Regions from separate parts of the Mus musculus genome. Here region 1 is linked to region 2. A link is a contact called in public Micro-C data. All regions are on one chromosome and are shown on one strand. Each heading gives the region's core, a stretch centred on a gene start, on an enhancer-like site or on the middle of the called end of the contact. The rest is flanking DNA. Distances are from core to core; before and after follow the strand shown.

Region 1 (5,681 bases), core at 1,461-3,960, 200 kb after region 2:
AAAGTGATTACACATGCGTAGAGTGGATTCTCAGTGCCTACCAGGAATGTTGGTGTCAGGGACACACACACACTCACGCACGTGCGCGCGCGCACACACACACACAAGCATGCATACACACACACACATGCGCACACACATACACGCATGCACACACACACAAACACACACCAGCCTCCGAATGCTCCCGTGCCTTGCAGGGCGTGGTGTAGCATTTGCACATCACCCTCACATGCCTGCAGTAGACTTTACATCTTCTCTAGATTACCTTTAATACTCCCCGTAAAGATTACCTTTAATACTCCCCGTAAAGCTACGTAAATTGTTTATACTCTGATGTTTGGCAATAACATGAAAATGGCTATACATTTTTGGTACAAATTTCAAAATATAAATTTCAAAATTAAAGTTAATGGGAGGAGGGGCTGTGGGAGGAGAGGGACCTGGAGAGGGGGCAGTAATCAGGATGTAAAGTGAATGAATGAATGAATGAGTTATAAATAAATAAATAAATAAATAAATAAATAAATAAATAAATAAATTTTAAATTTAGTACAATTTAAAAATATGTTCATTCTGCAGTTGGTCAAATATTTGCATGCAAACCCATAGGTAGGAAGGGACAAGGCCATAACTAAACAGTAGGACGAATCACGAATCACAGTGGTCCCGTGGACATGTTTGAAAGGATCACAGAATTCGGAGGGTAAGGTCGGTGAGTGTTTGTGTGTGTATGTGTTTGAATATGTGTGGGTGTGTGCATCTGCTCAGAGAGGCTTCAGGTCCATACAGGGGTCTTGCTCAGTTGTTCACCTACTTACTCTTTGCATCAGAGTCTCTCCCTGACTCTGGAGCTCACTGGCTTGCTGAAATCAGCTAGCCAGGGAGGGCTGGGTATCTGCCTGTCTCAGCTTCTGCAGTGTTGGGGTGACAGATAGACTGCTATACTCACTCGGCTTTTCAGTGAGAACTGGAGATCTGAACTTAGGTCCTCGGACTTGCATGGAAAACACTTTTCAGGCTGGCTATCTCTATACCCGTAGCTTGCTTGCTTATTTATTTATTTATTTATTTATTTATTTATTTATTTATTTATTTATTTAAATTTAGTGCCTGTTACAGACTAGATATTATGAAGAACAACTTTGAACAGATTTTGGTCTATCTTTTTTTTTCCTTCCTCTGTCTTTTAATCTTTGTGAGCCGTGTCTATGATTCGTTCATTTGTTGCATTTGAATCTGTCCTTGGTGAAGTTCTTGGTTGCAGATGATTTATATTTGTCTTTATCACATAACTGTGGTAACTACCGAACCAGCTTGGCTAAGACTTCGGAGGCATCAGGAAGTCCATATGCCAAGCTGTCCGAGTGGACCATCACAAGCATCTTTTGTCAAGCATCCGGATGTCCATCGCACCTCGCTTTGCCCATGGTTTGGACTACAGGTGGAGCTGAATTTTTAAGGCATCAAGACACAACCAGGACTCTCTTTCTGTGTGAGGCAGGAGTCTTCATGGTACAATGTGTTGTCACCGTCTCACAAGCTGAGCAGGACACCAAGGCATGCACTAACCTCCTGGTTGTTCTCTATATATGATTTGCCTTCAGTCAATTCACCTATAACAATGAACTTCTGGGAAGGATTGGTTGCGAACTACACATTTTGCAGCTTGAAATTTCCCTGGATTGTAGACGTTTTCTTTCCAATATGTAGTGACAATAAGAAAAAAAAATGGATTCCTGAAGTCAGCATTCAAGAATGGATCATAACATGCGACATTTTGACGCGGTTACGTATTTTTATCTTGTTATCATCTTCGAAACTTTTCTTTCGCATCTAATACTTCCTCAGGGTGACTAAGTGGCATATTGCACAAAGTGGAATTGTTGATAAAGCTAGCATCATTAAGGTGATTTATAAAATGATGTCTTTCAGCTAATTTAATCCCCTGCATCTTTAGTCAGCGCTTGTTAGTGTTTGCAGCTCTCAGCAAAAAAAAAAAAAAAAAAACAGTCTTAAACCCTGTCAGCCAGAGAGCAGGGGCTGAATGCTCTCTCTCTCTCTCTCCCAAGGGAGCTACAGTGTTAGGAAAGCAGCGTTCATAATCATATATACGCAATATGTTACATATTATGATATGCAGAATAATACATAATATTGATTGTACATCTGTACACATAAATATATGTGTGCTCATTTTTAGTAATATACAATAAATAATTGTTTATTTACCATGATATATTACCCACAGCATTCACTTAAATATTGTCTGTCGCCCTCCCTTTATCTCAGAGCTTTGTGAGACTAGGGTTCCTGCTGGTCGCTGTCACCATTCCATACCTAATATCCAGTGTACACGTAGTGCACAGTGAACCTTGGCGGGTGCTTACTATATCTTCCCCACTGTTCGGAGCAGCGGTGATATGGAAGTGATTGTTCTCATGGAGTTGACCTTCAGCTAGAGGCAGGCAGTAAATGCAGAAGAGTTTTCTTTTGCCTAAAGACTCTTTGAGTGTGGAATACTGAATATAAAGTTGGTTTGATGGGAGAAAGAAAGAATGCCTTCCTCTCCTGCTCTAATCAGGGTCCCATAGCTCAGATATCCCCATTTCGTCTCTGTTGTTTTAACCCTGCCAGGGTATCCCTGAGTGTGACTTTGACTCTGGCGCTTAGGCGGCCTCGTCAATGGCATTCTTTGTCCTCCTTCCACATTTGTACTGGCAGCTGAGAAATTTGGCAATTCCTTACCCAGTGACTAATAGCAATACTTCTTTGTAGATGTAATGCCCCATAAAAATGGCAAGTCCTGTATAAACATTAAATAATTAGTTTTCATAATAACCCTATCGAGATCGAGCGTAAAACTCCGTTTCGTGTGGGAATAACTGAGTCATTGTAAGTCTACTTATCACAGTCACAAGGTTCTCCAAGAAGCACTGGTAATTCTGAAATGTGCCACTTCCGTTTTCTAACTCAGATGCGTCACAGGCCAATAAATTTCTGCCTCATAAGTAAGGCAGTTTTCAGTAGTAAATTAATTTCACTCACACTTTATATTCAAGCATGTAAGATGCACGCCCGTCCAGTAGGTTACTGACAGTTTTAACATAAAGGACATGAGTTATCCACTTGGCTTACCTCCTTCAATATTCCAGATTTTTTTCTTACGTTACCCCAGACTTTCTAATCTGCTGGGACTTGGCTATTTGAAAGTCTATTCTTATGAATGTCCACTTTTCTCTGGAATGTGTTACAGATGTTCACTGTGACCTAGCATGCCAAACCAACCTATCCTTTGATTCCATAAATTGGTGCCATTGTAATAAATGCTGGGAAGTATCCTAGGGCATAGAGCAGGAAGAATCACAATGTTGTCGAGGCTTCTGCAAAATGGAAATAGAGATCACAAGTAAGTGCAGACCGAACATTGATTTTTGCCCAATATACAAAAGGTCTTAGTTTCCCCACCCCCCACCCCCCACCCCCCAGCTGCATCATAATGGTGGGGGAAAATGGCCAAGAACAACATGGCGCCAGTACTGCAGCCCAGCAGAACCCGACCGAGGGAACATTCCCATGTGTTAACTGAGCTGGCTCCTTCTGCATGCCTTATGTAAAGGAACAGATTACTACCAGGTACTTCTGTTCTGCTAGTAGGATCTCTTTCTGTTTGCAGTGATTTGCTTATCACTTCCCTAAGACTGACTGACACGTGCTGTCTTCCAGCACCAGCTGAGTAGGCAAACATAATTTTTAAGTAGACAGTAAACTTCTTTCCCAAGATGGAGATTCAGCAGCTTCTGAAATCTCAGAAGCTCCAGCCTTTGAGAAACGAGCGCTTCTTCAGCATATCATGCCCCACCCCCCACCAGGGCTTAACCAAAGCGAAATGTACCATTCTAAAATAAAGTGGCATGCATTAAAACCACTTGTAGAGATGGTGTAATTATGGAAGAACACTCCTAGATAGATCCCATGTCAACATGAAAAACTGAATGTGGTAACAATTTCTGTAAGCTCAACGCCCTGCACAGATCCGATATTTGAAGGTAATGTTTTAGAAAAGAATGGCATTGATATCATTACAAGATGGTGCCTTTAAAGGCGCATCACTGGATGAAGTATTATTTCACACCCTGTCCCTTTCGTTCTCATACTTAATGCCATATCTTCTTGTACATGTGGACTATTTAAAGTTAAAATTTGATTGATGACTTAAGAATATTTTGAGATATTTAAATCTTTTTTGTCCTCTAAGTATCACTTCCCAACAAACAGTCAGGAAAGCGAACAGTTTAGATATCCCTGTACATTCCTGTGCAGCCCCCAAAGCATATCTGGTCATTCAAAACAACCTGCCTGAAATCCTATTCAATTTCTCTTTCTGACAAGGATTTTGGATTGGGGAGGGTTGCTGTGGTCTGCGCGTGCGTGCGTGCGTGCGTGCGTGCGTGCGTGCGTGCGTGCGTGCGTGCGTGTGTGTGTGTGTGTGTGTGTGTGTGTGCGCGCGCGCGCACGTGCGTCTGGCACAGGACGTTCCCAGTGTCATTCCTGTGAGCCATTCACCTTGCTTTAGGAGACAGAGTGTTTCACAGGCCCAGACCTCACTCATTCTGTTTGGCTGGCAAGCTGGCCACTGAGTCTCTGGAATATGCCTTTTTCTACACGCCAATGAGATTATAAGTACATACCACTGCCCGCTGTTATGTGGATAATTCGGATCCATCTCATGTCCCCTTGCTTGTACAGTAAGCCTATTGTTAAGTGAGCCAACTCCCTAACCAAAGACTTGATATATATCATATATTTTATCTTGTATTAGAAAAATTGAAGAGCTTTATAGCATATTTACCAGGCACAACATTTACAATTAGGACAGATATCCCATCTCAAAGAATTAATTTTGAAATTAAATAACAATTCTTAGTGCAAGTTGGCATTCCAAGATAGAGGTCAAGGTGTATTGTAAAGGTGAGTCATTTATGAACTACTCCAAGTTGAAAAATTGTTTAAGTTTGAGAGAATACAGTGCCTTACTCGGCACAAACATATATTACTTAGCAACTACAAGTTACCCTAGCTTGATTTCCTCTCCGGTACCCTCGCTTTTTGTTTCTTCTCTCCTCATAAACATTTCCTATTTGCTGCATTGTTTCATTGATAGGATTCCCTTTTGTGGAGAAAAATAGATCTCATGACTGTGTGCTACCTTCTTTTGTTTTTCTCCCAAGATACCCAGTTCTCATTAAAATGCCTCTGTTCAATTAAATTAAAATGCTTATTCTTGTACATCCTGTTCCGTTGGGTTTGAGTTGAAATAAACTGTTGACGAGAGAAATAACACATCATATGCATTCTGGATAATGAATTCTGACTCTCAATGTGCCGTTCAAAATGTGAAGAGGTCCCTTCCAAACGTGGCAGAGTCTGAGGACAGAATGTTAAGAAGATAGCCATATGACTGTCAGGAGGGAAATTTCTCAGTGAACTTCTGTTCCATTGGAAGGAAGCTGAAATATTAGTTACATTAGGATACTTAAGTGTTTGGAATTGCAAATAGTGTTCACACAAGACTGATAGACCAGCCACTGGGTGGAGAATTTCCCTATGTGGCTAGAGAGCTGATTTAGGCTTGCTCTTGATTCTTTAAACATTCATTCCCCCTTTGTGTCACAAATTCA
Region 2 (5,367 bases), core at 424-2,923:
GGTGTATTGTTATACATTCTCATAGACTGACATGTCTTGACATTTTAAAAATTGCACACACATAACAAGTAAGTGGCAAAGACCCAAGAAGCTAGTTTTCATCTGAAAAAGAATATATTTTTACTACTTGTCTTTCTATGCTGTAAATAATAATTGATACTATGGTTTTTGGGTTTTGTTGTTGTTGTTTGTTTGTTTCGTTTTTCAAGAGTACTTCTATGCATAACCTTGGCTATCTGGAACTCACTCTGTACACCAGGTTGGCCTAGAATTTAGAGATTCCCCCAGCCTCTGCCTCCTAAGTGCTGGGATCAAAGGTGTGTACCACCATTGCCCACTCTGTTTTATTTTAATATCAGGTGACAGGGTGACTGCTTTTCCAAAAGCCTGTGGTGCAGATATTTAACTTTTTGAGTGTGGAATAATTCTTCTCTTGGAAAGAGTGTTTTATTTCTATATCATCCATATATATCTGATTTGGGAGCTTGTACATGCAGCTTCAAGGTTGCCTTGGGTACCTCTTAGTGATAACACATCACCATGGCAGTGTGACATGGTGCCAGGAGAGATTAGAACCTCTTAAGATGTTTTTATGCTCAGGCTTTTGAGGTGGGCACCCACCTCCTGTCCAGGTGTCTTACATCCTGCCAGGGCTCAGGGAGGTAGGTAGGTCACTTTCTCACAATTACAGTTTGCGACTCTTTGAACGTGTTGAATCCCCTCCGAATGTATTGATTTTTCAATATAATTATAATGTGGATTTAATTTAGTATATGCGTTTGGAACATGTGGTGTTCCTTGGCAACTGTATCCCCAAATTATATGCTTGTACATGTATTTAAGTGTAGGAAATTATTGTTTTACTTGTAACATGCTGGAGGTGCATTTTAATAAACATAAAGAAATACCCGGAGGGAGGGAAGCAGTCAGATCAAAAGCTTACTCTAGCTGAGGAGGGAATTTTTTTTTTATTAAGGTTGGTTATTAATTTAAAATTTTCTTTTGGTTGACTAGGAAGGTTCTAATCCCAACTTGCACATGTAGCTGGCTCTGTGTGCATTTTCTTTCTTTCCTTCTTTCCTTCCTTCTTTCTTCCTTCCTTTCTTTCTTTCTTTCTTTCTTTCTTTCTTTCTTTCTTTCTTTCTTTCTTTCTTTCTTCTTTTGCCTGTAATTTGTGTTTTCCATTTCTCCTCTCACCTTTGTCTGTATTATACCAACAGACTCTCAGAGATTCCTTTAAGGCAACAGACAACCTCCCCATTCCCCCCTCCCCGCCCCCATCATACTCTGGGGACATATTTTAAAAAGCATGGTGGTATTTATTTAACTCTTTGGTTAGTAGAGTGTGTAAAAAGCCAACTAAGGAATAGAAAACCAAACCAAACAAACAAAAAAAGGGACATCCCTTTAGAGGAACACAATCCCCTACGAATGTGTGTGATTCTTACTATGAATTCGGGAGCAGAACTCTTTGGTGAGGCTTTAGCAGAAGGCAATAGACTCTATGGAAGAGGCAGAAATCTTTTAACAGTTGCCATTAAGGAACTGTAAATTTCAACAATTATTCAGCCCGTTGCTTTCAGCACCTTTTGTTGCCTTATTAGTGTATGGAACAGCAGGGCTGTCACAGGAGGAAGAGCCCCTGCATTTTAATTAGCTCCAAAGACAGTGTGAGATAAAAGCCAGGATTTTTTTTTTTTTTTTTGCCTCATTTTGATTTCGCGTTGGCTGATTAAGGATGCCATTGTAGGCTGAGCTGGCTTGACCTAATCTCAATGACCACCCATTTCTGGAAGGGGAATGGCAAAAGACTTGCTCTAGTTTTCTGAATGGGATTAGGAAAGCACTAATTAGCAAACCCTGAAAGCCAGGAGGCATGGGTGGGAACGTAGGGCCCATCCACCAGAAACAAATGCAGTCTGGGGAAACATTCGCCAATTGAACCAATTAATGCCTGCATATATTAGGCATTCGGAGATGTGTTTTCCGTTTTTAATTACTTAGCCATGAATAAGAGCCTGATGTTCCTCAAGCTGTACTTGTTGATTAAATAAATACTTCTGTCCTGAAGAGCGATGGCAGAACTTGAAGAGGACTAGTGTGGATAAGGAGGTTTGTAAATAGTCAGAGGGAGTGCAGATTTGAGCAGCGTTTGACCTTGACTGGGCGTAAATGGGCTGAGAATGCACTGTGGATACAGTGTTCTCTTGTTAACTCTTGCAGCCTCAGGACCCAGATTTTAGTTACGGAAGAGGCACGAGGTCTAGCCTTGGATGGTCCAGCCTTTTCCCTTGTCCCTGAGCACTTCCTTTTAATTGTGCAGATGGTTCCGGATGGAGCAGGCTCTCTGGAACCATTAGGATCAGGGGTTCTTGAGCATCTCGGTGCTGGCGACTTGTGGGGAACATTACGAGAGACATTTTGTATCCTCACAGTGAGTCACACACACACACACACACACACACACACACACGACTGTTACATACCATGGTTCTGATGCCTAACGACAAGACCTTCAATGTTACGGGTGGCATCTACAGTACCGCGAAGACTCCACATATGCACTTTGGCATGACTGTACTCACACATTGATACAGTTATAGGCTAAGCATGGCTTAGGGTCGGGAGGGTGCCTGGCGAGACTGCTAAGTTCTTATGTTTCCGAACAAAGATTTGGCCCGACATACATTTGCAGTAATAGAAGAGATAGTTTAATAAGAGCCAAGGGCACACCTGACGGTGGAGTGGAGAGAGCCGGCGAGAGGTCAAAGGCTCAGTGGCTCGTGGATGAACACACTGGGGCATTTGTGCGCTGCACACTTTAGGGGGTGTTTTGCATGATAGGTCAGACTGGGTGGGGAGAGGCTTCCGGCCTTTCTTTGAGTGCTGGTCGGAAGGGCTCCCTCTCTGTTCCACCCTCCTGCCACAATTGTATTGCTTTCTCTGCTAGTCTTCTCAGTGTTTTATGCAGTGTCAGCATCAAACGTGGAGAAGGAAACGCTGGAAAGGTCTTGGTCTGAAAACATTGGTACAAAAGAGCCAGGCATAGGGTTAGTTGGCTGAAATGACTGAGTGCTGTGGGTAGACATTGTCTTCTCCTTCCTCAGCCTCCAGCTTGGCTGACTGAACTTCCCACGGGGTGGAAGCATCTCATTTTATTGGTTCTGTATGTGTAAATATATAGGCCATTATTAGATTTATATGTCTAAACGTACTTTAATTTCAACAGATGCCAGTCCCATGCATTGGGACTTATCAGCCTGGAGAGCCATGAGCTAAGGGGGCTTCTAGTCATTAACTAATTAACGAGGCCGATCAGATTCTGTGTTCCTAACAGATGGTGGACTTTGATAGCAGTAATCATAGATCGAGAGAGTCCTGTGCATGGGGAAAGGGAGGCTAAAATGACAAAGTTCTGAAACATGTATGTATCCTGGCTACATGCACTTCACAGTTACCGTGTTGCCAGTGCTTGGAAGGCTGAGCAGGAGGATCACAGAAAGTTTGAGGTCAGCTTGTGCTATATGGTGAGTTCTAAGATAATCCAAGCTATAGACTGAAATGCTGTCACAAAAAAATTCACACACGTACATGAACATTTAACATGCACATAGATATATGCGTACACACATATATTTAAAGTATTTAGTCAGACACACACACACACACAGTGTAAGTGACTTTTGAAAGCAATAAAGTATAAACAAAACTAGCCATTAAAAAATTGGTGCCGGGTATGGTGGTGCATGCTTTTAATCACCACACAACGTAGGCAGAGGCAGGTGGATCTCTGTGACTTTGATGACAACCTGGTCTACATAGCAAGCTTTAAGACATCCAAGGCTATATATAATGACACCTGCAATACATATTTGTAGTATATTGTAATACTCAGAATACCAAAGTTTTAGCATAGCCTCTCTAGGGCTCTATGCCCCTAGTCATTCAAATATGCTATACTGTTCACACCAGTAATTGTATTGTGATTATCTGTATCTATATAGGTAAGTTCTTGAATCTAAATTTTTTGATATATGTTGTAGTTATGAAGCATATCTTACTGACTTTTGGTGCTAGGAATGGAATCTAGGGAGTCACCCTGTGCTAATCATGTGCTTTACCCAGGAGGAAGACATCTGCCTCCACACCTCAGGTCCTATTTCCTGAATTAATGAACTTGCTACTTTCTTGCTACTTGAGTTTAAAAAAAAAAAAAAGGAAGAAGAATGATTCAAAGCTGCAGGATGAAGTCTGTTGAAGCCAGCATCCGCATCCGTATTTTAATAATGATATACATTGCAGGGGAGGACAGCGCGTGGATGAGGAGGATGGGCTGGGGAGGAAGGGAGCATGTGAGTGGGGAACCAGATGGGTTTGCTTCTCCAGGAGTCATGTGACTTTTTCTAGCTCTGAGGGGAACTGTGGAAGCTGGAGTTTAAGAAAGCAAAGCAGGTCAGGTTGTGGAAGGTTATACCTGATAGGCTAAGCAGCTTAGAGCTCTTCCTGTTGACAACGGAGAATGCTTAATGCCATTTCTTTGTCTCCTTTTGGTTTTAAAAGTTGTAGTGATCCCCTTTTTTGCGCGCGCGCGAGACAGACAGACAGATAGACAGACTGTATGTTAGACTTTCTGAAAACTGCCTAGGAGACCACATTTGCCGATCTGATAAAGTCCTGGGAGTAAGTTGTTATTCCTACTCTTAGGTAAAGTATTGACAAATCTGGAATTTCGTGTTTTGTTTTTTAAACCACTGAGATATTTGTCTCATATATTATGAGAGTATGTGTTCGTTTTAACCCCAGGTGTGGGATGTGGGACTGCTTGGGCTGCCCACAGCCGCTGACTGTGATTTCTTTCCTGCTCTAGCTGAGAGGCGTGGCTTGGCGAGCTGCAGAGAGCTTCAGTGATTGTGTGACATTTGGAATTCTGGGAACTTTTCAGAGGGTGTAGAACTGCTTAGGCCCCCGAGAGCTGTGGTGTGTTTGTTGTTGGTAGTTCAGGGGGTTGTGTGTGTTTTGTTGGTAGTCATGCTCAAGGAAGAAACAAAAGGAAAGAAATTAATACGGGGATCTCACGCACCTCTATTCTCTCTCTGTATCTAGTGATAGGGGATGAAACGGGGTGAGGGTGGAATAAAGGGTGAAGAAGAACCCACAAAGTAGCAAAGACTGGCTACAAACAACCACTTGAGTCTATTGTTTGAATCATTACTTTTCTTTCAAAGAAATAATAGATTTTTTTTTTTTTTTGGACAGGGTTTCTATGTATAGCCCTGGCCGTCCTGGAACTCACTTAGTAGCCCAGGCTGGCCTGGAACTCTGAAATCTGCCTGCCTCTGCCTCTTCCTCCCAAGTGCTGGGATTAAA

The links. A called contact is a pair of places that touch in the nucleus more often than the background predicts.
Region 1: a contact with region 2 is called in a Micro-C map of granulosa cells, with 2.0 times the contacts expected there. The contact joins two enhancer-like sites. A contact is called at or near these places in 2 of 484 Hi-C or Micro-C datasets (granulosa cells and nephron progenitors), 5 of 115 datasets of contacts at active chromatin or transcription factors (astrocytes, embryonic basal ganglia, embryonic stem cells and 1 more) and 3 of 9 other capture datasets (embryonic stem cells, embryonic tail and embryonic trunk).

What each region holds. Positions count from the first base shown.
Region 1 is chr16:72,894,516-72,900,196 of GRCm38.p6, forward strand. The region is part of intron 2 of Robo1 (roundabout guidance receptor 1); the gene reads left to right. It overlaps Gm52248 (a long non-coding RNA gene), which reads left to right. Exons shown (of 2, transcript XR_003951923.1): 2 at 1-2,010. Among named protein-coding and RNA genes, the nearest start is that of Gm52248, 17 kb to the left of the region's middle. Within about 2 kb of position 2,711, at least 35 of the 459 cell types and tissues checked have an H3K27ac peak or open chromatin away from gene starts, as enhancers often do. A contact at or near this core is called in granulosa cells, where this site is marked.
Region 2 is chr16:72,697,653-72,703,019 of GRCm38.p6, forward strand. All of the region lies in intron 1 of Robo1 (roundabout guidance receptor 1), which reads left to right. Among named protein-coding and RNA genes, the nearest start is that of Robo1, 37 kb to the left of the region's middle. Within about 2 kb of position 1,674, at least 40 of the 459 cell types and tissues checked have an H3K27ac peak or open chromatin away from gene starts, as enhancers often do. A contact at or near this core is called in granulosa cells, where this site is marked.